Linked DNA regions of Mus musculus: regions 2, 3, 4, 5, 6 and 7 are each linked to region 1. The links are chromatin contacts, called in public ChIA-PET, Hi-C, HiCAR-type and HiChIP or PLAC-seq maps. All regions are on one chromosome and are shown on one strand. Each heading gives the region's core, a stretch centred on a gene start, on an enhancer-like site or on the middle of the called end of the contact. The rest is flanking DNA. Distances are from core to core; before and after follow the strand shown.

Region 1 (3,693 bases), core at 436-2,935:
ATCTACCTGTCTATCAAACATCCATTATCTGCCGTCTCTTTACTCTCTATGTGTCACCTATTTACCATCTCTCTCTCTTTCTATTACACATCTATTTATCTATTTGATCATCTATTGTTTCTCATCTATTTACTAATCATTTTATTATGTATTAATGTCAACTCTTATCTATTGATTAATCAATAGATCTATAATCACATCTATCAACATATGTTGATCAATTGGTCTATCATTTGTCAGTTTTCTACTTATTATCTATTGGTGTACATTCATATTTACCTGTTCATATTGATCTGTGTGGAAATGATACAACAAAAGAGCATTTAAAAACAACTTATTTATTTATGATTGGTGTAAGTTTTCTTTTAGCCTCTAACCACTTCTTCAAAGTCCACCAAAAATGAAGGCCAAGAGGCAGTGAACATATCTCAGTTGGCAGAGTACTTGCCTAGCACGCATAAAGTCCTGAGTTCAAACCCTAGGACTAGAAAGCCAAGCATTTCACAGTGCTGATTCTAGAAGTTGGATGAATAAGAAGTTCAAGTGATCCTAGACTACCAAGTTCAAAGGGCCATGTAAGACTCCTTTAAAATAATAAAAAACAAATCACCAAATAAACCAACAAAAGCTTTAAACAAAGCCAAATCTAGGACCCCTGTCTTAGTGCATAGACAGTTAAAATAACAAAGCATCAGTGTGTGACAACGGATGTCTTATCATAGCATCTCATGCTGACTGTTAATTCGACAGATGCTTGCTGAAGCTCTGGTAAATATCAGGCATAGGAATTCTCAATATCAGGAATTGAGAATTCAAAAAAATCCATTTCAGGTCCTCGAAGAAGCCACATGACTAATCAGTTGAGGTGAAATATGTGTCTTTCAAATATAATAAGAACTAATTGCCAATTCTGAGAATACTGAAGGCTGCCTAGGTCCCTTTCCAAGAAGCATGTTATCTGATGAGCATGTTTATTCTCTGGTCTCTGGTGTCCAGACCACATTCTCTAGGGCTTTTCCTTCACAGACAATAACAGTCTCCAAGGGATTATCCTGTGTGTATATTTGTGCTTTTCAGTGTCTGCCATGGCACTCTGTGGCTCTGTGATGTAAACACTTATCTTCAGGTCATGTGATTTGGTCTCCTCAGAGCCACAACATTGTCCTGGCAACAGCTTTGATAGTAGGGTAAGTAAACTGATTTATAGACTCTATCTGAAGCAGCACACATCAGGAACATTTATCATATTCTAGATGTAGTTGTAGATGAAGTTGACCTAGGTAGTTCCAGGGAGGCAAACATTTGAAATGAGTCCCGGAAACGTTTTTCATCTTGAATTGGCATTGAAATATACGGATCGGATGTCTTGGCTTATGTCTACGGGCTGTTCATAGGGTTAATTCTATTATGGAATGGCACTATTCTGTTTCTCTGCCCAGTGTGTCTAAAGTTACCTTCTGTAATGGGTAGTATACAGCTTTGGCCACCAGATGTAACTGTCCCTGACTTGAGCCGTAACAATAGCTCCAACCTCACTTGCGAAGAGCAACCAAAACAAGCTGAGGAAAACGCTTCCTTGCCGAAAGAACACGTGTTCCAGAACGCGAGCTGCAGCAGACAGGCTACGTTCTTCTGCAGTTGACATTCTTTCCCCACTGACTTATTTTTACTTTCTGTTTGACTTGGCTTGCTTTTCTTTTTCCCTAAACGGTTTCTTCAGTCCTTCCTCCCTGGTAGGGTTTCCAGAGTGAAAGTCCTTTCTGCCCACACTTCGCAGAACTCAATGCAGACTCTTGTCCAGGGTCACTTGACGTCAAGGCTGACTTTTAAGTTTGCCAGAAAGACGATCTTTAGGGAACAGTTGACACCATCACTTTCTCTCTTTAGCATACAGCTACAAGCTGCCGAAGTTTATAGTTTACAAATTGCATTTCTAAACAATTTAATAAAAGGAAGACAAGAGGAGACTTTGAACACTGACAACTAACTCTTTTAAAAGACTTTTAACATCAGCATGTGTTAATTCATTACTCACTCCTCTCCCTCTCTCCTTGAGTTTTAAAATGCTTTAAACATTCCATTGCTTTTAGAATGCATACTTAAAAATCATTTATTTCTATCCCCTGAGATCATTCTATATTGTTTACTTTGTATGCTTGGATGATGTGCCCTCTGGATCTTAATAAAATCTACTTGAAAGCTTACATTGTGCTTATTTATAATTTTGAGTCTGTAGAAATTTCTCCGTTTAACAATAACTTTCTTGACTCTGTTCTCTGACATAAAAAATGGTTCTTGAAACCTTCTCTCTTCTCTTACTATTTAATCCATCCCATGACACCTTTTCCCCCTCCCTTTATTTTTTTTAACAGCCTGTCACTGAGTATTTGTTTACCAAATGTTACTTTTCTTGGATAAAATCTATTTTTGAGGCCTGCAAAAGCCAACAACTGTTTGATGCTGTCAGGCTTCGCTTTTATTTATGCATGAATAACATAAATAACTTGAAAATGACCCTAGCCTGTTTTTCTCAGATTTAGAGAGAGAGAAAAAAGTGCTTCCGGGCAATGTTTATGCCAAACCTCCTCATGCCAACTTTCCGGTTTTGGTGCCAACTGGTGTTTACAGCCAAGTTGTAAACCTTTGGTAAACACGACCCGTAATAAAAAGGCCAAGACAACCTGAACCAGGGCACTAAGGAATGGGTGTAAGTTTACTCTAAGACCAAAATTCTAACAGGAACAGAAGTGGGGAGTCAGCCAACTATGAAGTGCTCTCTCCAACCCACTGTAGCATGGAGAATACACAAATGATGGGTTTGTCTGCTAAGATCCCATTAACCCCACTTAGGCATTTTATTGGTTTCCTTTGCCACTGATTCAGAGAAGCCCAGTGATAAATTCAAAGTACCAGCTTTTATGTTGCCCAGTGGTTTGTTGTTGTTTGTTTGTTTGGTTGGTTGGTTGGTTGGGTTTGGTTTTGAATGTAAACTCTAACCAGGAGTAGAGATAAGAGCCTTAGCCTTGAGATGCTGTGTTATGTTGATAAGGACTGGCCAGAGTGCTTAAGAAAGAATCAATAGGCCCTTTTAAAATAAATTCAGAGATACCCATCCATGCCTACATTTTTTGAGTATGATGTATTCTGTATGTTGTTTATAAAACGCAAAGAAAAATATGTTCTTTATTATTTTTATTATTACTATTACTGCTACTAGTAGTACTATTCTCTCATATATCTCATTTATTTCCCCCTTCCACCCAGTCTTCCCTCCTTTCCCTTCTCCAGATCTACTTCTCCATTTCCCTTCCGAAGAGGGCAGGCCTCCCAGGGATATCAACCAAAGGTGCCATATTCAGTTGCAATACTATGAGGCACCTCCTACTTTGTTAGGATTCTATTTAGTGTGTGTGTGTGTGTGTGTGTGTGTGTGTGTGTGTGTGTGTGTATGTGTATGTGTGTGTGTGTGTGTGTGTGTGTGTGTGTGTGGTATGTGTGTATGTGTTTGTGTGCATGTTTGGAGGTATGCACAAATTTGTGCCTGTACATGTGCCTATGTGAGCATGTAGAGATTAGAAATCTATGAGGTTGTGTTCCCTCGTCACTTTCCCCTTATTTTATAGAGACAGGTCTCTCATTGGACCTGGAAGCAGACTGTCTGGCAAGAAAGCCCCAGGGAGCCTCCTGTCTCTA
Region 2 (3,693 bases), core at 604-3,103, 400 kb after region 1:
GCTCCCTGAGTCTACAAGGATGGGTGTCCAATGAGCTGCGGGGATCTATCTGTTTTCATTTCTTCTCAACCAGAACTACAAATGCATGGAATGAGTGCTGGGGAGACAAACTCACCTCTCCATGCTTGTTCAGCAATCACTTTTGTGACTGAGTCAGGAATCTAACAATAAAGTTCTTAGAGAAGAGATTGGTCTATAGGACCATACCTGACAGTGTTTTCCAGAATCTTTGAAGGCAGATCAAACAGTAATTGTGAAAATCCCTGAGTACTTAGTGACAGTTAAGAACAAGCAGGAAGTTTTAAATCCTGATCATGACAATGGCATTAGTTAAAACTCTATGGTCATAACCCAAGTACTTTCTCTTGTAACCTACTGGAAAAGGGTAGCAATCTACATGTTCCCATGACTCTTTTATAGTGGAATTCTAAGGGCCTTGTTTCTGTCATACTACATTAGCAGCATGGTCAATGGCAAGGGGATTATAGAATTCATTGTCCTTTCAGATCATCAGTATGTTACAGTTTTGCCTAGGGAGCAGCAGGGTGTTGTGCATGAGAGATTGCCAGTAATTTAAAATTTGGGCATGATCTTTTTGTATAGAAAGTAATAGACAAGTAAAGAAAAATTAATTTCAATGGACAGGTAAATGCAAGTCATTATTTATATGTAACATGTATTCTTTGAATGGCTACAAGATTCTATGGAAGAGTGCTAAATGCACAAATTTACTCTGGGTAGTTAAAATTGGGCTTGTCACACACATATATGCACATGCATGAGTGCACACACACACACACACACACACATACACACACACACACACACACACACACACACACACACACACTCACAAACATACACACCCTAACCATTCATTCTGACGCCTATGGGTTTTATCTGATGAGCACTATTGAGTAAGTGCTACCAATGTGAACTATAATGTACACAAAGAAATTCCTTAAAACTGAGCATACCACAGTTAGCTGCAAAAGTGTATTTAGTAATTAGATTAGGTGTGTGTTTTAACTAGCTTCCTGTTACTATAACAAATAACTACAATGATCAACTGTTTGGATCCCAGGTAGGGAGTTTCCAATGAATGTTTCATTTACCCATTGTGTTGGATATGTGGTCAGGTAACACACCCTAGACAGAAATGGGCAGTGGAACAAAGCCAAACACCTCAAAGCCTGAAGAAAAAGAAGTAATGAAAAGAAGTGAAGAACCCACTGTCTCTCCAAGGGAACAATTGCATGAAGAAAAATACAGTTCTCTAAGTGTCATAAATGTCAGCATTTTAAGGCATGATAGATAATGCTTGGGATCAAGCCTTTAACATATGGGTCTTTTAAGATGTTCTACATTGAAGATGTAGCAATATATGTATATGCAAACACATCTTTCTGTAGGTATATGATTTGTCTTGTACACTCTTATGAATGTGTCTGTGTGTGCATGGGAACTCACACAACGTCAAACCCAAACTTTCTTTTTGAGTATCTTAAAGGGAAAGTCATATACTGTAGTGACAAAGTAACTTGTTTCTCAGTACCACTTTTGTAACATCCTGCAGATGTGCCTACTTACATATTATGAGCTGAAGAGGACCATGTGGTCGATGACACATTTGAGAGCTCAGTACAGACAGCTTCCTGATTAGAATCATTGCCAAGTTTTTAACAACAAGAACTCCTTTTGTGGGTAGTGGGTCTGGTAATGCCTTTGTGGAATTCCTTCTAGGCTTTTCCTCTGTTTCTTCATGGAACTTCTGTTGTGGGCTGGGTGAAGCTCGCATGCACTGAACCTAGGAGAAGCTTTCAGGGGTTTCCTGTGAGGGAAGACTTTTATTTCTTGGTATATGTAGTCATATACACTGGGGCTACAGCAGCTCTGGGCAAAATCCCTCTACTGCTATACTCATAGACCAGAGAAACTTCCAAAAGACATTGTATTGAATTATCAAAGAAGAAAAATAAGCAGGTCTTCCCTTGACATAACTGTTGCTTGGTCTTTCTGTTACATTTTATGAGATTTGGTGTTTTTAAGAAAATGGAGAAATCTTTTGTAAGCAAGAGAGGGGTGTGTGAGTTGGAGTGCTTGCCAACATCACCTCCTAGTCTCCATTAAGTACTCCGAATGTTGGGGGCATTCCAAGGGGCCCATCTCCTTTATACAAACTTTGTTTATCATAGGGCTTCCTCTGTGAAAGAATTATGTTTTGTTCTCTGTGCTATTCGAATAAAAAGTGCTGGCTTCACCATTCAGCTGTTTCACACAATTTAATAAAAACAACATCAACAATTCAAACAAACAATAAAATGAAATGGGAAAATCTTTGAAGATCTGAGAATAAGAGTTTAACAAAAGTGTTAGGTCCTTTGAAAATTAGATTATTAGCCTTCAATAAAGTGTTATCATCTATGCAGAAAATAAATATGGCCACCCTAGTAAAATATAGTTTGGAGAGATGTTGTTACAGCAACCAGCACACAGTTTGTATTTCAGATTATTATATGTACAGTTGGAATTATTTTTGTTGGTTGTTATTAAAAACAAAAAGGAAAAGGCCTGGAGATTCTAGCTTAGTTCAGTCAGTAAGATGGTTTTGTAGCATGCATGAAGCCCTGGGTTCAGTTCCCAGGTTTTCAAACACCAGGCATGGTGACTGAAGCCTGTCATCTCCAAACTCAGAAAGTGGGGGCAGGAGGATTAGGGACACACTAGGAGTTTGAGAACATCATGGATACAACAAAGACTTTTCCAGAAAAGGTGGTAGGTTGGCAGAGAATGACAAGGCATGACAAGACATGAAAAGTTTAACTAAACCAAAATACATTATCAAAGTGATATTTTGAGAATATAATAATTACTAATCATTTGAGCTTCAAAGAACCAAGGCTTGATTGGTCAGGACTCCCTGTTTAGAAGTTTTTATTTGAGTAGACAAGGAAATCTTTTCTTTATTTTATTGAAAATGATCAATCACAAAATTCAAAACTTAAAAAATTGTAAGTTAAGTTTAAGGGCTTATTACGTATTACCATCCTTTATTCCTTCATTTTCTTGGTCAGGGCTCGGGGACAGAGAGCTGGGACTTCATGTGTGCTAAGCAAGGGTTGCAGCATTGGACCTTGTCTTTAGTGCAATTTACAGATATTGTCTAGTAATTAAACTGTGGAAAACCTAGCATTACTTATTAGAGTGAGAATTCTTTGTATTTTTGAAGGATTTAATTTTTTTGTATATTAATGTGCATAAGTATGAACTTATGTTTGCATAACTTATGTTTGTGTGTGTGTGTGTGTGTGTGTGTGTGTGTGTGTGTGTTTGAGAAATTCAGAAAAAGGGTGCCAGACTCCTCCGAAATAGAACTGCAAGTGTTTGTGGAATACCCAGCTATTATGTCTTTGTAGTACTAGGAGCTACATGCTAGTCATCACGACTGTATAGTAACAACTGAGCCATTTCTCCATCCCTGGTTTTTAATTTTTTTGGGCCAAGGTGTTGTTGCTATGTCATTTTGGCTGGCCTTGGAATTGTATGTCTTATTCCTAATATTTCTGATTGCAAAGATTACAGAAAATACCAACATTCATACCTTAGTAGAAATTTTAAATTTGAGGAAACTTGCTTGAAGTAGGCAGGTTGTTACATGCATTTAAATAGGGGTGAAAGAAAGGATAACAATAG
Region 3 (3,693 bases), core at 589-3,088, 370 kb after region 1:
GGAGTACCACGCAGCTATTAAAAACAATGAATTTATATAAAATGGATGGATCTGGAGGATATAATCCTGAGTGAGGTAACCCAATCACAGAAGAACACACATGATATGCACTCACTGATAAGTGAATATTAGCCTAGAAATGCAGACTATCCAAGATACAATTTGCAAAACACATGAAACTCAAGAAGAAGGAAAACCAAAGTATGGATACTTCAGTCCTTCTTAAAAGGGGGAATAAAATACCCATGGAAGGAGTTACAGAGACAAAGTTCAGAGCAGAAACGGAAGGAATGGCCATCTAGAGACTGTCCCAGTTGGGGATCCATCCCATAAACAACCACCAAACCCAGACACTATTGCATATGCCAACAAGTTTTTGCTGACAGGAGCCTGATATAGCTGTCTCGTGTAAGTCTATGCCAGTGCCTGGCAAATAAAGAAGTGAACGCTCACAGTCAGCTATTGGACGGCGCACAGGGTCCCCAATGAAGGAGCTAGAGAAAGTACCCAAGGAGCTGAAGGGATTTGCAACCCCATAGGTGGAACAACAATATGAACTAACCACTAACCCCAGAGCTCCCTGGGACTAAACCACCAAAGAAATCACATGGTGGGACTCGTGTCTCTAGCTGCATATGTAGCAGAGGATGGCCTAGTTGGTCATCAAAGGGAGGAAAGGCCCTTGGTCCTGTGAAGGTTCTATGCCCCAGTATAGGGGAATACCTGGGCCAGGAAGTGGGAGTGGATGGGTTGGGGAGCAGGGGGAGGGGGAGGGTATGGGGATTTTTTTTGAGGGGATAACTAGAAAGGGGGATAAAATTTGAAATGTAAACAAAGAAAATATCTAATAAAAAATAAAGCTATACACTATAAAAATTTAAATTGATATATGATGTCACAGCTAGCTTATACATGTTAATATGCATCCAACTGAGAGAATGAACTACTAAAATGTCTCAGGTAAACAGAATTGACACAGTTCAGAAAAGCGTTTTGCTGGATTTGTTAAGTCCCCTTTGACTAGACATGTAATTTGTGGGAGGATGACTATTTGAAATGTATGTTCATATCTACAACTATTTTTCTGTATTAATGGAAAGATATATTTTTATTTAAACTGTGAATTAAAAAATGATAAAACACAAATATAAATGTATGTATATTTATTTATTTATAATGGTAAAATTTAGGAGTATTTAAGCAGAACTAAGCTACTGAAGACACATTTTAAAAGATCAAAGCTCTGCAAATAAACACACATGATAGCCCACACATGTGTCTTCTTTCAAAGTGAGTCTGGAAGCCAAAAACACTTTTGTAACTGTAAGATCAAATATATTTCTTGCACCAAAACTCATTCTGAAAATTGTATGTTGGTTATAAAAACAACCTGTTATAGAGAAGCAAACTCAGGAGGAGCAACTGCCTTGATATTTTAAAGGTGAACTTATGACAGCCAAAACCTGGAGCAGGAAGATTAAAATGCCTTTAATTTGATCATTCTTTGCCTGCAAAATGCCACAGACATTATTGGTTTTGAAAGCTCCGGAAATATGTCCTGATGCTTTCAAGCGTCTCATCCTTCTCAGTATACTGAGTATTTCTCGTCCCTTCTTTCCGATGCCCAGCTCCACCAATGTCAATAAAGCACACTGTCTGCTTTAGTCTGGGAACCATTCACTCTCTGCACTGTCTTCTGCACTCTGGCCGAGATAATGCATCTGGGTCTCCTTAGTGATATTCTGAACACATTTTTGCTCTCTTCCACCCAGAGCACATACTTCTGGTGGAATTCCTGTTGTGTGGGAGGCCAGCTAAACTGCATTCACACACTGGCACTCCCAGATGTGTCCTTGCTGGATTTATTCCAGTCCCTCTGTCTCAGCAGCCAGACATGTGTTGCTTAAGTCTGATCTTCAGTATCTGAGCCTGACAACCACAGGAGCCTTTGTGCTGTTTATTTATTTGATGGCTGTCTGTCTCTCTCTCCCTTTCTCTCCCTCTCTCTGTCTCTCTCTCTCTACCTGAGTGCGTGTTTCCTTCTTTTATATGTTCTTGATTCCTTCTTTTCTATTAAAATTTTAAAAATGTTTGTTTCCAGGACAAAAAAAGTAAGACTTTTAATGGCAGCCAGGAGATGAGATGAGATGGTGTTTGGGTGTTTGTTTTAGTTACAGGAAGGTCACTACAATTACAACTGCAGGCAGACACCTGCACCATCTGTTTTTGTCAATAAGCCTTTCAAAAGAACACAACACACAGTCATTTCCCATCAGGATGTGTTCTTTCAGACCTGTGAAGAACATTGGCTCACCTGGAACATGACTATTTCTTGAAAGATTTTTTTTTGCTATATTATATGATGGTAAGAATTGGTTGTTAAATGTGAGAGTGGGTGGGTAGGGGAGCAGGACAGGGGGAGGGTATAGGGAACTTTTGGGATAGCATTTGAATTGTAAATAAAGAAAATAGCTAATAAAAAAGGGGGAAATGAGATATATAAAAAAAGAGTTGGTTGTTTGTGAGGAAAAAAGAAATCTTGTCTCAAGTTAAAAGCTTGAATCCCTACTCTGTCTCTCTGTCTGTTCCCGAGTCTGTGTCTGAGTGTGTGTCTGTGCCTGTGCCTGTGTCTGTGTCTGTGTCTGTGTCTGTGTCTCTGTGTCTGTGTCTGTGTCTGTGTCTGTGTCTGTGTCTGTGTCTGTGCCTGTGCCTGTGCCTGTGCCTGTGCCTGTGCCTGTGCCTGTGCCTGTGCCTGCCTGTGCCTGTGCCTGTGCCTGTGCCTGTGCCTGCCTGTGCCTGTGCCTGTGCCTGTGCCTGTCTCTGTCTCTGTCTCTGTCTGTCTCTGTCTCTCTGCCTCTCTCTGTCTCTCTGCCTCTCTGTCTCTCTGTCTCTCTGTCTCTGTCTGTCTCTCTCTCTCTGTCTCTCTCTCTCTGTCTCTGTCTCTGTATATTAGTGATGACTGGGGAAATGGGACAGGAGTTTTGGAGAGCAATCACAGCCATCTAGCCATCACTGTTCAGGCTGATGATTTGAATACCTGAGAGAGACACGAAATGATTAACACATAATACTATAGACGGTAATGGGTATACCACTTCCTGGAAAAGACATCATTCATAGGAAGTGACCACAAGTCTTTGTCAACTGATTCCCATCCCTGGAAATATCCAGTGAGTGAAGTTCCAAAGCCTTCAGAGTTTGGTCAGGCATGACAACTCTTTATTTGTTGCTCTTAACTCTTGTGATGGACACAAAATCCAAACAATAGATGTCTGTATGCATTAGATATTTTTGTTCACATGTGATGTAAACACTACCTTTATCATTTTAAATAAGGGAAATTAAGACTACAGCTTAGCAAGAAAAGACAATACCTTATCTAGCCTCCTGAAAGTTCAACAGTTTCATTACCATATCCCACTGTATCATAGCTATTAAAAAAAAAAACAAACAGAAAATACAGGCTTTTAATATTGTGGATAGGATTGTGAAATCACAAACACCCCAGTATGTGATGAGTGCTGTGTGTAACAAAGAGGCGCAGCCGCATTTCTTCACTTTCCATCCTCAGAACAGTCTTAAATTTTAGCCTTCTCTAGAAGGATCTCCCTGATCTTGGAAGAACAAATATTCTCCTGGATTAATTATCTCGGAGGAAACAGTTTTCCAAAGGGAGCCTATCATGGATTGATT
Region 4 (3,693 bases), core at 339-2,838, 350 kb before region 1:
TTGTGGAGGAAAGTACTTACTCAGCTTAGACATCCACATCATCATTCATTATTAAAGGAAGTCAGAGCAGGAACTGGAACAAGACAGAAACCTGGAGACAGGAGCAGATGCACAGGCCACGAAGAGATGCTACTTACTGGGTTGCTCCTGGGGCTTGCTCAGCCTGATTTTTTTTTTTTATAGAACTCAGGACCACCAGCCTAAGAGTGGCCCCATCCACAATGGGATGCACATTCACCCATGCATCACTAATTAAGAAAATACCCTATAGGCGTCCCTACATCCTTATCTTATGGAGACATTTTCTCAACTGAGGTTCCTTCCTCTCAAATGACCCTAGCTTGTGTCAATTGACATAAAACTAGTGAGCACAATGTCAGATAATTACCTGGACACAAGGCCAGGCATCACTATACTATTGTAGGAGAACAGAAGACCATAGAGCTTACCCAGCTCCTGCTTGACCATGTCTTGACGGTATAAATAACATTTATTTAGTTACATTTCTCTTTCTTTTTTGTCCTTCTCGGAATCACAAAATTGACTTTTGGAGCCCTGTGAATAGGGAAGTTTCTAGAAGGGCAGATCAGCAAAATGTGAGCAGAGGTACACACACATGCTGCTTGTTGATTGCTGACATAAAAAGGCCATATCCTCTTCCTTCAACCCTACTTTCCCTTCAGGAACGACCATGGAGTCTGGTATTGAGATCAGAGACCACAAGAAGCTTCCAGGGTAGTGATTCACATCTTAGAGAATCCAGTCTTAGCCAGCAACCCATACGGACAACAGATATTCTCTGAGCAAGAAATAAATGTCAGCTGTAAGGTCTTGAGATGAACTTCATACAGAAACATAACCTGACTTAACTTGAAAAGCCCTCACTCTAAAAAGCATTTTTCTGTCTGAAAAGCCCGTTATTAGATATGTAAAACGCAACCAATGCTCACAGCCTTTTCTAAAATGTACATTGCACAGTTCTCAGAGAGATAAAAGGAAGTGCTAGTGGAGGTGGGGAGGGGGGTGGGGTGCGAGGCTGGGCGTGGGGCAAGGATGCCAGTTCCCCGAAGGGAAGCAGCCAATTCCTCCTCACCCCTTGCCTTCTGTTAGCTCCACCTTGCTTGTACCCATTGTGAAAATCAGGCTTCTAAAGAAGATCTTACCTTAACGAAGTGCCCCTCCCCCCAGCTTAGAGGCAAAAGCTTAGAACAATTGGATTAAATGATTCCAGCTGTGGAACTCTAGCCTATGTGCAGTCTCACGTGTGCCTGCTGAGTAATTTGCTGACTGCAAATTCCTGTAAATCATGTAAGCTTCTGCCAAAAGGCCCAGATACACTGGGACATCCCCTGTCTGGCATTGCATCAGATGACCTTTGGCATCTGAAACACTTTTGTTTACAAACTGTGATCCTTTAAAATGTATTGAGTGATTAAAACCTGACCGAATTGGGGAAAGATGAGCTGAGAATTAACTTAGGGCTGGAGATCAGTTTGTTTGTTTAGTTCCTTGCATGATCTTGGCCAGGAGGATTCTGACATTACTTGGACTCCTGCAGCAAAGAGCGGGCTATCTGCCAGTCTTAGGAGTGAGTTGGAAAGCAGAATTGGTGTGTGCAATGTGGTCCTCTTACAACATTGCTGTCGACTTGGTATTCTTCTGTGAAATCCATCTGGAATGTTTGCAAAAGAAATGTGCTCTTTGCTGGGTTATTAATGAGAGGGCAGATTGACACCATTATTGTGATGGGCTTTATTAGCCAGCGTGGTGGTGTTTTCCTTGCAGAGTCTCAGCTATCTGAAGGTTAACTATGCAAGTGCATGTTGGCTGACTGGCGATAGCCTGTAATTCTTTCCTATTAGGCAATTTAAGCATTCTGCTCCCACTCCAGCCAATGCTTAAGAAAGCCCTAAAGGATGCCAGCTATCGACTTTAATCAGACATCAGAGCTTAACCTAATAAAAAATTGCTTTTGGGCCATGCATAATTAAATGAGCATATTTAGAAGTCAAAACACTGTATTTTCCATGGGAAATAATATTATTATAGTGATAGAAATATAAAATTATGAATTCCACAGCTGCACTAACATGCATGTCCTAGACGTAAACAAATAGAGAGAGAATTAATTTTAAATTTCCTTAAAATTTCCGGTGCCTGGTGAATTCTAAATAAATCCAAACCATCCCATATTAGAAAGGAAGTTTTTTGTGTTATTTTTTGTTGGTATGAGTTACATTGTTTTCTTTGTTATAATTCACTCAAAATGTGATTAAAAAATGAGTAGGCGGTAGCTATTACAACTAACAATATAACCTGGCATCGGATTTGATAAGAGAGAGAAAGAGAGATGGGACCTACTATGTAATTTCATTTACAGTAAGTGGTCCAAAACATCCTCACTCACAAAAACACATAGAGCATAAAATGGTTAAGTACCAGAAACCCAGGAGGCTACAGCCCCCTCCCCACAGGGGACACATAATAATGTAACATACAAATAACTCTTGTCCAGCAGGGAAACATTTCCCAGCAACACTCCACCTGGAAAGATGTCCTCTTCCCTCCCAAAGGCTACATTAAAAATCCTTTCCTTGAAATTCTCAACTAACTACAGTGAGAATAGAAGGCATTTTGAGGCTCACATACCTTTTCTACACTCAAACATTTTATTGGATAATTGGGGGAAGAAGTTTAACATACTGGAAGAACACTCATGTATTTATTTGTAGGTTAATTGTCCACAAGATCCTAGGCAGAAAGATGGGTCAATAGAGCCTACAAGGCCAGGAAATAAAAGAACAGTATGATGGCAAAGTCTCAGTAAAACTTTCAACATGGTCATGACTCCATACTTCTATGACAACTGGAGCTTTGAGGATTGCCTGGTCAATCTTTATAAAAACTAGCTACACACTATGGAGGAAAAGGTGTTTTCAACTCTACCTAGCCGGAGACATTGCCAACCCCCACTTATCACCTATGATTTAATCAAAACTACCCAATCAGACAACAAGAATCCCTTAGGATCCTTTTGTGGTGCTCTAATAGAAGAGCTGAGTGTGAATAACATATATAGAATGTAGATGTATCTCTTATGGTTTTAGAGCTTGGAGATTTGAGATCATGCAATGGTATTTCATTCTGTTGGTGGCGGGAAGACTTTCTTCTCTGGTGAAGGGGTTGTTGTGACTTCAGAGGGAGGGAGGTAGATGAGAAGAAAGAGAAAATGCTCTCAGTCAAGTACTTTTACAAGTTTGCCAATCACATAGGTTAAGGTGGAGCCCTGTGATGAAGTTACCTCTCGAAGGATGCCATACCAATACCACTGAATGGGAAGACATGTCAGTGTGATGTTCTGTGCAGATAAAAATATGCAAACCATTGCAGAGAAATCCATAACAGCCATAATGCTATAGGATAGTCCTGTGAAAATGGCAGAGGAAAACCAGAAGAGAGAACAAAAATAGATCAATAGAAGAAGAGGAGCCAATATGAACATGCCCCATGGCCACATTTGAACACGATTCCCACTTTTACTCTAGTGAGAAAAAGACACAGCTATCATGTTTGTACATTAGAATTTGCATCTGTAAAATGTTTTCAAGTATGGGATAATATTAAAGTTAAAGATTTATAATCACACCAATAATACTTTTCAAGAATGAATGTTATCTATGAGTTAATATTGAA
Region 5 (3,693 bases), core at 329-2,828, 320 kb before region 1:
CACTATGTTCTACTCCATAGTCTCTCAAGGTGGCCATCTTCACTGTATCATGGAACACAGTGACACCACTCCCGTCCTGTTGGATTTTTCAGAGTAGTTATGGCACTTGACTTCTATGTAACAAACTCATTTTCTAGTCTCTGTAAACTCTCAGTTCAGGTGGGGAGGTAAAATTTATCAGCTCATTACTTGAACCATGCAAAGCCTCATTTTAGTTTATTGCAACCTTTATAGTGGTTGTTGAGTGACCTTAGGAAACAATTGACAATTGCAGAACTGGTTGATATCAGCATATCTGTGAACAATGGTGCTATTGATAACTATTAGAAATCAATAATTATTTCATAAAATATATTATAAAATAATATATTGAATTAAATGATCTTATGGGACAGGTACTTTGAAAATGTAAATTAGTGATTAAATTCATATAACTTCTTAGTACTAACAAAGTACATCAAGAGCTTCTTGAAACAAAGTGCATTTGTGAAGGATTACAGCATATCATGAATAAATTATCTAAAATTGGTGTTTGTCTGTCCTTTCTGGTGGGAACTCAGGGACCACTTTACAATAGGAATTATTGTAAGTTCGAGCTAGTCAATTGTCTAAGTTAACAAACATCCATACTATATTTATTTTGGGACCTTTGAAGGCCACATTGTAGGTGTAACCAGAAGTTCTGCAATATTTGTCTTTCTGCTTCGCAGTAAGGAAGCCTCTGGTTTGTAAGAAGCTGCATAGCTACCCCGATAAAGAGCACATTCACCAGTTCCCTATAGCCAGGTTTACACAGATGACTAAGTCCCACCTACTGGGTGGGTAGGAGTAAAATTACAGCTTCCAAAAAACTTCCTTAAATGGAAGAGACACCCTCTCCTTGCCCTCCCTCCTCCCAAATGGTGGAATAGGAGTGATGACAGAGGCTCATGGAATCTCCTTGACCTTATGGAAACCACATGTCAGGAGTCCAGAGAACTGCAGGACTGTAACAGACACTCATACCAATCTTGCAGTGATCAACCAGACCTTACTTTATGGTTGGCTGTTACTCTGAGGTTTTCTATTTTCTACTTTGGCATTCCAGGTAGTTGGAAGTTAATCTGATAACACAGCCTGTGATTGTCTAGGGAGAAGGAAGACAGGAGGGAAAAATATCGGAGGGAAAAGAAAAGAAAGAGAGAATGAGAAAGAAGAGGAGGAGGGGACAAAGGAGGAAAGGGTGGAAAGGAGAAAAGAAGGAGGAAGAGGATCAGCAGAGTAAGTAGGAAACAGAAAGAGGAAGAGAAAGAGAATGAGGAAGGAGGAAGGAGAGAAGTGGAAGGAACTGAATCGGAGATTAAAATAAATAAACAAAGCCAGCAGCCATTTCTCTCTTTATCCCTTAATGGCCAATATTAAAGAAGAGTTGGTGGGGTGCGATCCAGATGTTGAGCTCGATGACTGGCAGAAAGGGGCCACCCCTGTGTCACAACCTCCATCTGCAGACAATTAATAGCTGGCTGAAACAGGTAACCAAAGGCAGCTGCTTTGGAAAAGGCAGAGGCGAATTGCTTCCACAGTTGATGTCATAACCTAGCCGGCTGCTGAAGAGCAACACCGAGGATGGAAACTCTGACGGACTGGATGGACAGTGCCTCATGGATACCAAATGTTATTGTACATTATTACTCATTGGAATGGTTTGTGGCAAAGACAAATTCTTAGAAGCAACTGGCCATATAGTCTTGTAGTCTAATAACATATGTGTCAGCCAACAGACATATGCCTTAACAGCTTTTAATTATTTCTACTGTTTGCTTACTTCTTTGCATTAAACATGACTTTAGTCTTTTACATATTCATCTGAAATCTCCATTCTCTTACCTTGGTTATCACTTCTCTGTTAATTGCTGCCAAGTCTGTGGGGAAATTTTTTTTTGCAAAAACAATCAGCCTTTCTTCAGGCCGAACAGCTCCATTTACCTTGAACTTTTTTTTTTTTTCTCTTCTATTCATAGTTTCTGCAGATCTCTTTCCTGGCAAGAGCGAAGTTTCGACTGCTTCTGCACCAACTTGTCAGTTAACTCTATAGCTCAAGTGTAACCCTGTTTTACAATGATTGCCCTGGCAGCTTGGCAGTTTCACTCACAGGTGTGTCTCAAGGGCAAAGTCATCCCTGGTGTTCTAGGTTTAACCCTGTTAATCCTATATAAGATTATGCAAAGGGGTTGTGCTGGGCGTGCTATTGCTCTTGCTTGGATTTAATACAAATAGCCTGCCATTGAAGAGGAACAAAGGGATTTTTGATGTGGCTCATCATTGATCCTCATTGGGATAAGGCAAGGCACAAACTCTGAAGCTACTCTAAGTACAAACATTTTCTCCCTCCCCTTTCCTGCTCTCTTCTCTCTCTCACCACTTCTACTGTGTGTGTGTGTGTGTGTGTGTGTGTGTGTGTGTGTGTGTGTGTGTTTGCAAGGGTGTGAGCATTAAGTGTAGAGCCAAAGGTTGGCAGTAGATATATTCCCCGAGTGTTCTTTGCCTTGAGGTCTCTAACTGACCCTGAATCTCACTGCCTCAGCTGGACTGAGTGGTCAGCTAGCTCCAGCAATTGTCCTGTGTCTGCTGCACTCTAACACCGTCATTACTGAAACATGGCACCATGCCCAATCTTTCATATGGGTGCTGGGGTATCTGTACGAATGCCCTCATATCTGTGTGATGTGACAGGCACATTTCCAGCTGAAGCCTTTCCCCATCTCTGGAAATGTCTCTACTTGATACTCCCCATGAAGCAAAGAGACTTAAACAGGGAAGGAAAAACAATCTTAGATAATAATTTGACTGAAACTCTCAGGCGTACCTTACAACGTGTTCTTTGTATGTTCTCATCAATCATGGATATGTCATTACCCTTGGAAATTAATAGCATGGGTTCCATTCACTCTTAGACTAATCCTGTGACAAAACTGTTATGACTCATTAAAAAAATTAAAACCCCATGCACAACCCAAAATACCCATAAATAATTTAGAATAATCATGTGATGGACAATGCAGACATATGGAGAATCATGTACTTTTTATAAGATAGGCTCAGGAATGCACCAAAAGCCAAGATGATGGACGATTCAGGCTCCTTTGAGAGCTCTGTGCTTTGTGACTCCAGCAAGAATGGCAGGCAAGCTGCCAACTAGACAAGGAGTTAGCAATCAGTCGTATATTCTTTGAAGTGTGTCAAATGCTGCTTCCCACCCAGGCACATCTTTTTCCACCTGGTGAGTGGATGTCTTATTTCCATCTCCTTTCTGCAAACAACTCAGCAATTCTGAGCCCCAACACAGGATGCTTGACCACATTCATCCACATCCATCCACACCTGCTTTCCCTCTGCCCAAATCCCTCAACTCTGCCTAGCTTCCGTCTTTCTCATGTCTCTTATCCACGAGAGCACAGTGATCTTGCACTGGGCTCTGAGTCAGAAGATTCCCATCCAATGGTGGACTGCCAGCCTAAAGTTCAAATGCTCCGTGTTTGATTTCAGCTGGATAATATTTTTGTTTTAGGATTATCATGTGCCATTTATTAACTAGTTCTCTCTTACCCAGTTTCAGTTAGATATGCATTGTGTATTAACTAGTTGCATTTGGCAGCCTCAGCCCATCTCTGATCTTCGTCTCTGCTATTTCAGTGTCGAGTCATTTAATGTGGG
Region 6 (3,693 bases), core at 390-2,889, 310 kb after region 1:
CACTAAACCCATCTTACTTTTAATGGCTGCTTCTATATCTTTTTTTCGGGGGGGGGATTTTTTTATTTTAATCAGGTGTTTTTTTTTTTTTTCATTTGTTACAATGCTATTCCAAAAGTCAAATATACTTCTATTTCTTTAGGGGTTATGGGACTGTTTAGATGTTTATCTGATACTGATTTAACTTTGGTACCTGGTGTCTGTCTAGAAAATTATCCATTTCATCCAGATTTTCTATTTTGGTTGAGTATGGGTTTTTGTAGTAGGATCTGATAATTTTTTGAATTTCTTTGGTTTCTCTTGTTATGCCTCCATTTTCATTTCTGATTTTGTTAATTAGGATAGTGTCCCTGTGCCCTTTAGTTAGTCTGGCTAAGGGTTTATCTGTCTTGTTGATTTTCTCCAAGAACCAGCTCCTGGTTTGGTTGATTCTTTGTATAGTTCTTTTTGTTTCCACTTGGTTGATTTCAGCCCTGAGTTTGATTATTTCCTGCTGTCTACTCTTCTTGGTTGAATTTGCTCATGTGTCATGACCTCAACCTTTAATGATTTTAACACTTTGACTTACAATATAAAGTTAATTCCCAAATACCTACAATTTCTATATTATATAATTTATACATTGGTCAAAGAAAGTCACTTAAACATATCAAAATCATAGTAAAATGACTAGTTTTACTTTATTGGCAATTGGTGACTGCAACAGTTAATCCAGTCCTGAAATAATTTTTATAAACTCCTGCGTGTATGTGTCTGTCTCTGTGAGTGAAGGAATACTACTGACATAGTACGTTGGTTGAGATGAAACACCATCCTTGGATGTCATCATCTTTCAACTTTCTTTAGACAGACACTGCACACACTAGGTTACCTAGCTCATGAGCCTCCATAGATTCCCTTGTCTTCCACTCCCATCTCTCATTAGAAGGGCTGGTAATACACAGAAACATGCTTCTATTTCTAGCTTTGTGTGAATTTTGGAGATTTTTACTCAGATTTTAATCCCCCTGTGGCAGGTCCTTTTACCCACTGGGGTTTTCCCCTAGCCCTTTGAAATTATTTTCAATAACCATGAAGTAACATAAGATTGATAAATCAGGTTGAGAATAATCAGTGAAATCTCTGCTTATATCTTATTCCTTCTAATTCATACACACATTGTTTTACAGATATCCCTCCATTAGAGTCTCCTGATAGCTGTGCATTGTCCATGTTTCATAGGGGAGAAGAGGCCTCCAACCTATGTCCATCAGATATATTCTTGGCTATTCAACAAAATCTAGTAAAGCTATTCCCCAGGGGACAGTGAGTGCTGGTAGGGTCTCCTGCCAGAGATGTCTGTACTCACTCTGTTCTTGGGAGACACTGATTTACCTATAGGATTCTAGAAACTAGAATTTGAGAAAATATAAACTTCGTGCTGTGGAGTTAAAACTGTGCCAAGAGAACAATATACTGGTATGTATATGGAGCTTTTGTGAAACCTCCCTATAGAACAAATTAGCATGACAACTACTGAACTTCCTCTAAACCAAGTCCTTTTTAGGCAAGGAAACCAAAGTTCAGAAAGGTTGCTCCAGTCACTTCTGATCATACAGGCCAGTTGTGAAGTGAGAGGCTTTTTCAGTTCAATGTGCTTGTTATCACACAAGGGCAGGAAGTCGGTCATATATACGAAACCACTTTACTTTCCATCAGATGTGCTTTCTGCTTCTCTGAGATTCAGGTAAAAGGAATGAACCTTAATGTAGTAAGCACTTATTCACTAGCAAAATCATTTAGTGGCAACTACTGATCCTTTGAGGGAAAAAAAAAGTCATCACTGTGGTTACATCCACTCAACAGAAAGGTGCACTTGGACTGGGTGACAGGGGGATGTGTAGACCATCAGCTTCTGCAGGAAGTGCTTAATGCTGTTATTTACTAGGTTACAGTAGCACTCACATGAAACGAAGAATCTAAAGCTCATGAGAAATTTGCAGTGGCGTGCCTTGTAAAATGTGCTGGGAGCAACCTAAAGGAAAGAAAAGTTATTGAAAACTGGGAGTCCAGAAAGCAAGAGGAGTTCTTTTTTTGTTGAAAATAGATTTCCTATCCTGTCTTTTTTTTTCTGTTATTCCAAATGAATTTGCAAATTGCTCTTTCTAACTCTATTAACAATTGAGTTGGAATATTGATGGGGATTGCATTGAATCTGACGATTGCTTTTGGCAAGATGGCCATTTTACTATAATTAATCCTACCATTCCATGGGCATGGGACTGAGCAGAGACTGAGCAGACAGTGTTCAGAGCAGAGACTGAAGGAAAGGCCATCTAGAGACTGCCCCACATGGGGATACATCCTATATACAGACACTAAACCCAGACACTATCACAGATGCCAAGAAGTGTTTGCTGACAGGAACCTGATATAGCTGTCTCCTGAGAGACTCTGCCACAGCCTGACAAATACAGAGGCAAATGTTCATAGGCAACCATTGGACTGAGCACTGGGTCCCCAATGGAGGAGTTAAGAGATAAGGCTGAAGGAGCTGAAGGGGTTTGAAATGCCATCGAAAGAACAACAGTATCAACCAACCAGATTCCCCAGAGCTCCCAGGGACGAAACCACCAATCAAAGAGTACACATGGAGGGACCAATGGCTCCAACCTCATATATAGCAGAGCTTGGCCTTGTTGGGCATCAATGGGAGGAGAAGTCCTTGGTCCTATGAAGACTCTAAGCTTTAGTGTAGGGGAATGCCAGGGTAGGGAGGCGGGAGGGAGGGTGTGGGTTGGTGGGTGGGGAAGCACCCTCATATAAGTCAGGAGAGGAAGGATGGGATAGGGGATTTCTGGGGGGAGGGGGGGGCGACCAGGAAAGGGGCTAACATTTGAAATGTAAATAATGAAAATATATATATAAAAAAATAAAGCAAGAGGAGAGGATGGGGCTTGGCTCATAGCTCAGTAATAAAATGCTAGGCCCACAAGCATATGAGCTTCAGTGCAAACCCCAGTGCCAACTTAAAAACAAACAAACAAACAACACATAAGAAAACTAAGCATGTTTGCAATCTCTTGTAATTTTAGCACTGGTGAAGGTGAAACAGGGGAATTATGGGGGCTTTCTGGCTACCTGTCTAGATTATTCAGGCAGCCCCAAACCTCAGTAAGAAATATAAAATATGATCTTATTTCTCAAAACAATGCAGATCCCTCCTAAGCACTAATATCTGAGATTGACCTCCAACCCCATACACATAGATATACCCCCATGCCACACAAACATACATATCCACACATTCATTTGAAAACACACACACACACACACACACACACACACACACACACACACACACACTCAGCGACCTGCAAGGGAAGTGGGTAAGTTAAATTCTGAGATAATCAGAAATGATATTTTTCCTCAGTGCTCTTATTTAGTCCCATATCTTAGGTAGGCAGGGGCATATTCTTGAAGACAGATAGGGAATGCTCCCTCTTCAGGCATGAAGTGGTTTATCTGTGTGGCTGAAAGTATGTGACAGAGAACAATCTTTTTACGGGATCTTCATGCTCTCTGTCCATCTTTGTGTACTATAATGTTATTTCACTACTCATGGACAAATATATTTTCTAAGAGGGTATCAATTCAATGTTTAAGATGATTCTTCAGGTGGACTTTTAGAAACACATAAACAAAGAAGGTTGA
Region 7 (3,693 bases), core at 841-3,340, 270 kb after region 1:
AGGTGAAGGTTCTCAGTATCAAAGAATTCTATTTTCTCCCACTCTTGCCATGCTCTGCTTGACCAGGGGTAGAGGATTTAAAAGATATGTTCAGAAATCTAACCTGTACAGAGTTGAAAGTACCCGTATTGAAGAGTTAGTTATAACACTGAAACAATAGAGTACAGGCAACCACTCTGGAAATCAGTCTGGCGGTTCCTCAGAAAATTGGACATAGTACTACCGGAGGATCCAGCAATACCTCTCCTGGGCATATATCCAGAAGATGCCCCAACTGGTAAGAAGGACACATGCTCCACTATGTTCATAGCAGCCTTATTTATAATAGCCAGAAGCTGGAAAGAACCTAGATGCCCCTCAACAGAGGAATGGATACAGAAAATGTGGTACATCTACACAATGGAGTACTACTCAGCTATTAAAAAGAATGAATTTATGAAATTCCTAGCCAAATGAATGGACCTGGAGGGCATCATCCTGAGTGAGGTAACACATTCACAAAGAAACTCACACAATATGTACTCACTGATAAGTGGATATTAGCCCCAAACCTAGGATACCCAAGATATAAGATATAATTTGCTAAACACATGAAACTCAAGAAGAATGAAGACTGAAGTGTGGACATTATGCCCCTCCTTAGATTTGGGAACAAAACACCCATGGAAGGAGTTACAGAGACAAAGTTTGGAGCTGAGATGAAAGGATGGACCATCTAGAGACTGCCATATCCAGGGATCCACCCCATAATCAGCATCCAAACGCTGACACCATTGCATACACTAGCAAGATTTTATTGAAAGGACCCAGATGTAGCTGTCTCTTGTGAGACTATGCCGGGGCCTAGCAAACACAGAAGTGGATGCTCACAGTCAGCAAATGGATGGATCATAGGGCTCCCAATGGAGGAGCTAGAGAAAGTAGCCAAGGAGCTAAAGGGATCTGCAACCCTATAGGTGGAACAACATTATGAACTAACCAGTACCCCGGAGCTCTTGACTCTAGCTGCATATATATCAAAAGATGGCCTAGTCGGCCATCACTGGAAAGAGAGGCCCATTGGACTTGCAAACTTTATATGCCCCAGTACAGGGGAACACCAGGGCCAAAAAGGGGGAGTGGGTGGGCAGGGGAGTGGGGGTGGGTGGATATGGGGGACTTTTGGTATAGCATTGGAAATGTAAATGAGCTAAATACCTAATTAAAAAAAATTAAAAAAAAAAACAAAAAAAACAATAGAGTACAGGTAATGCTAAATTATGTTGAGGGTTCAACAAGTAGAAGCTGCTGTTAATTTGATGATTAGATGATTATTAAATAGATTGACTACTGGTAGCTGTGGAACAGGCATTTGTTCTGAGGCACATCTGATGTGGTCCTTTGGGACTTTTGTCATTTTTCAAATATATTCCTAAGTGGTCAGGTTCTCAACATGGAAACGTGAACATTGGGGATCGTTACCAGCATTTTTCGTGGGCTTGCACACAGGTATGTCTATCAGCTCTGGAAGAAAAAAGTCTAGTAAAAGAAACAGAGGATTGATTCCTTGATAACTCATTGCAGGGCTAGCAGAGTCTCGCCTAAAGAATGTTGTAAGCACTCACTAGGCAGCAAAACATAGCTATCTCATAAACAAATTTGTTTTTAATTCCAGTGCTTGTTCTGTGGTATTTTTCACAGCTTGATTTTAAGCTATTTTATGTTCCTTGACTTGGGCAAGCCACTAAACCAGACTGGTCTAGCTTGCTTCATAACGTGCTTTGTAACTTGTTTTGCAGGCTCCTAAATACATATCATTTCTGAATATTCACAGAGAGAAATTTCAAGTTTTACTGGGCATACTCAGAAGAAAAAATGATAAGAATCTGTCTTGTGTGTAGCAAGATCTCAGCAAAGTGACAAATGTCCCATGGCTGTAATTCAGTCAAAGGTCCTTGGCAAGGGGTGACTTGGGTCTGGCTGGCACATCACATTTTAGTGTCTTAGCGGGTGAGGCAGAGCTTTTACAAGTGTGACCGGACTTTTACTAAAGGAAAGGCTTTACTCAAGGAAAGTTATTCAGGGAAACCTTTTACTTCTTCTTTTCATTCCAGAAACTGGAAGAGTGCTAGGGTGTGGTGTTGACTCAGTCAGTTGCAGAGTTGAGTGTGTTAATGACTAAGTCCAAGTCTAAGCTCAACAGGTCCTGACATGCATTGAGATGGAAATAAAAGCTTTATTTACAATTAGTCTCTGAATAACAATTTCAATGAGTGCCTTCTTTAATTCCCAAGACTGTGGGAATCGGTACTGAAAGCACTATTGCATCTGGGGGAAAGAGGAAAAGTGAAGTAAAGCCAAACCAAAATGGAGGCGTTCCTTTTATGCCATCCTTCTGTGCCTAGAGAAGGACATCTGAACAATGCCCACTTCTCTCTGTATTTCTGCATTATCCTATAGGACTCCTATTTTATTTTGCTTTGTTGTGATTATTATTGCTAAAATATGTTTCTATTCCAATTTAAATATTAACTAGAAATTGAATTTTTAGAAATATATTCTACTCTTATCTTACTCCAAAGGCTTGAAGGTACTTTCTATTGGTCCATGACTTCTTAAAATTCTTTGAGTCTCCACCGTGGCATCATCTCTTGCACTGTGGCTCAGAACACAAGCCAATTCTGAGATCTCCTTTCACGGGAAGCGAGGAAACCCTAACATGAGTGGCCTTCTAGGAAAAGAGCCTGGGCTTTCCCAAAGCTTTCTGTTTCTTCCCCAGAAATTGTATCACTTATAATTTTTCCAGACATCTCATTAGTGAAATGAGTCTGATATATGAAGATTCAGGATGCTGTTTTCCACAACATATAGCCTGCTACACTGGATATACTGGGTAGAACATCTCATGTGTTAGGATCTAAGTTTCACTGTGTCCTGACCACAGATTGTAATCTGAGAATTAGGGTGAAGTTGCAACTTATAAAGACAGAATGAACCTTGGTGAAAGCAAACTATATTTTCAGAGGGGCTTAGGATCCTCATATTTCTCACTGGGATAAAAATAACACTTATTTCCTGTGTCCTTGTTCTGATTAGAACAGCAGAGAGAATGTAAGAGAAAACCTTCCTCCAGATGTGACATCTAATGTTCTTGTTAGTTTATCTTGTACATAGTTGAGTCACTTCATCTCCAGGGTTTGGATGCTGATGGTCTACTTGAGATTTACCTCTCAGTACTATGTGAAAGCTATTGAATATAGTACTCACTGTCAAGGGCATTGCAAACCTGTAGATCATGATCTTGATTTCTAGCTCTGCTATTTCTCCTGTGATTTCAAGAATATGGCATAACTTCTCTAAGCCCTCTTTCTATGTTCTAAAACAGATTCTATTATAATTCTTAATTTTTTGAGGAAGTGAAAAACACTTTAAAGAAAAACAGCAATGTATTTCAAGTTCCTCTTCAATGATTTTAGAAGCAAATATTCCATTTCCTTGCTCCAGAAAAGCTTCCATTTCATGTATACCTGCCCCTGTATTCAATCTTGCTTGCTTATTAAACAGAAATGAGACTTCGTTCACTAGCAAGTCCATTTTCTCTTGTGCCCCTGTGTCTCATGTCTTTTGTTTTTCCCCTGGGTGTGGTCTTTCAAACTGACATTCTCAACTAACCATGGATTCTTCCAGACAGAGATCATATCTCAGCAGCTTGTA

The links. Hi-C and Micro-C count contacts between places; a contact is called where the count stands out from the background. ChIA-PET counts read pairs in DNA pulled down with a chosen protein or histone mark. HiCAR-type assays count read pairs that join an accessible place to other places. HiChIP or PLAC-seq counts read pairs in DNA pulled down with a chosen protein or histone mark.
Region 2: a contact with region 1 is called in a BATF HiChIP or PLAC-seq map of CD8 T cells, with 7 read pairs. The contact joins two enhancer-like sites. A contact is called at or near these places in 3 of 484 Hi-C or Micro-C datasets (Th1 cells, embryonic fibroblasts and stem cell-derived neural stem cells) and 3 of 115 datasets of contacts at active chromatin or transcription factors (CD8 T cells, Th17 cells and bone marrow-derived macrophages).
Region 3: a Hi-C map of embryonic fibroblasts shows a contact between it and region 1, with 4 times the contacts expected there. The contact joins two enhancer-like sites. A contact is called at or near these places in 1 of 15 datasets of contacts at CTCF or cohesin (the NIH/3T3 cell line), 7 of 484 Hi-C or Micro-C datasets (the C2C12 cell line, embryonic fibroblasts, myocytes and 2 more) and 4 of 115 datasets of contacts at active chromatin or transcription factors (CD8 T cells, the NIH/3T3 cell line, embryonic fibroblasts and 1 more).
Region 4: a contact with region 1 is called in a Hi-C map of uterus, with 5 times the contacts expected there. The contact joins two enhancer-like sites. A contact is called at or near these places in 3 of 484 Hi-C or Micro-C datasets (liver and uterus) and 1 of 115 datasets of contacts at active chromatin or transcription factors (CD8 T cells).
Region 5: a contact with region 1 is called in a HiCAR-type map of fibro-adipogenic progenitors, with 2.4 times the contacts expected there. The contact joins two enhancer-like sites. A contact is called at or near these places in 1 of 15 datasets of contacts at CTCF or cohesin (the NIH/3T3 cell line), 1 of 484 Hi-C or Micro-C datasets (the C2C12 cell line) and 1 of 115 datasets of contacts at active chromatin or transcription factors (fibro-adipogenic progenitors).
Region 6: a contact with region 1 is called in an RNA polymerase II ChIA-PET map of memory CD8 T cells, with 28 read pairs. The contact joins two enhancer-like sites. A contact is called at or near these places in 1 of 15 datasets of contacts at CTCF or cohesin (CD8 T cells), 3 of 484 Hi-C or Micro-C datasets (the C2C12 cell line, CD4 T cells and Th1 cells) and 3 of 115 datasets of contacts at active chromatin or transcription factors (CD8 T cells, large pre-B cells and memory CD8 T cells).
Region 7: a contact with region 1 is called in a Hi-C map of bone marrow-derived macrophages, with 28 read pairs. The contact joins two enhancer-like sites. A contact is called at or near these places in 7 of 484 Hi-C or Micro-C datasets (bone marrow-derived macrophages, epidermal suprabasal cells, large pre-B cells and 2 more) and 5 of 115 datasets of contacts at active chromatin or transcription factors (the 230-238 cell line, bone marrow-derived macrophages, embryonic stem cells and 1 more).

What each region holds. Positions count from the first base shown.
Region 1 is chr13:5,712,348-5,716,040 of GRCm38.p6, reverse strand. All of the region lies in intron 1 of Gm35330 (a long non-coding RNA gene), which reads left to right. Among named protein-coding and RNA genes, the nearest start is that of Gm35330, 10 kb to the left of the region's middle. Within about 2 kb of position 1,685, at least 178 of the 459 cell types and tissues checked have an H3K27ac peak or open chromatin away from gene starts, as enhancers often do. A contact at or near this core is called in the C2C12 cell line, CD8 T cells, Th1 cells and 8 more, where this site is marked.
Region 2 is chr13:5,316,586-5,320,278 of GRCm38.p6, reverse strand. No RefSeq gene overlaps it. Among named protein-coding and RNA genes, the nearest start is that of Gm40659, 60 kb to the right of the region's middle. Within about 2 kb of position 1,853, at least 9 of the 459 cell types and tissues checked have an H3K27ac peak or open chromatin away from gene starts, as enhancers often do. A contact at or near this core is called in CD8 T cells and Th17 cells, where this site is marked.
Region 3 is chr13:5,346,251-5,349,943 of GRCm38.p6, reverse strand. No RefSeq gene overlaps it. Among named protein-coding and RNA genes, the nearest start is that of Gm40659, 89 kb to the right of the region's middle. Within about 2 kb of position 1,838, at least 80 of the 459 cell types and tissues checked have an H3K27ac peak or open chromatin away from gene starts, as enhancers often do. A contact at or near this core is called in the C2C12 cell line, embryonic fibroblasts and uterus, where this site is marked.
Region 4 is chr13:6,057,721-6,061,413 of GRCm38.p6, reverse strand. No RefSeq gene overlaps it. Among named protein-coding and RNA genes, the nearest start is that of Gm46401, 140 kb to the right of the region's middle. Within about 2 kb of position 1,588, at least 100 of the 459 cell types and tissues checked have an H3K27ac peak or open chromatin away from gene starts, as enhancers often do. A contact at or near this core is called in liver and uterus, where this site is marked.
Region 5 is chr13:6,027,511-6,031,203 of GRCm38.p6, reverse strand. No RefSeq gene overlaps it. Among named protein-coding and RNA genes, the nearest start is that of Gm46401, 110 kb to the right of the region's middle. Within about 2 kb of position 1,578, at least 67 of the 459 cell types and tissues checked have an H3K27ac peak or open chromatin away from gene starts, as enhancers often do. A contact at or near this core is called in the C2C12 cell line and fibro-adipogenic progenitors, where this site is marked.
Region 6 is chr13:5,406,572-5,410,264 of GRCm38.p6, reverse strand. No RefSeq gene overlaps it. Among named protein-coding and RNA genes, the nearest start is that of Gm40660, 47 kb to the left of the region's middle. Within about 2 kb of position 1,639, at least 19 of the 459 cell types and tissues checked have an H3K27ac peak or open chromatin away from gene starts, as enhancers often do. A contact at or near this core is called in CD8 T cells, Th1 cells and memory CD8 T cells, where this site is marked.
Region 7 is chr13:5,443,443-5,447,135 of GRCm38.p6, reverse strand. No RefSeq gene overlaps it. Among named protein-coding and RNA genes, the nearest start is that of Gm40660, 9.9 kb to the left of the region's middle. Within about 2 kb of position 2,090, at least 40 of the 459 cell types and tissues checked have an H3K27ac peak or open chromatin away from gene starts, as enhancers often do. A contact at or near this core is called in bone marrow-derived macrophages and tail fibroblasts, where this site is marked.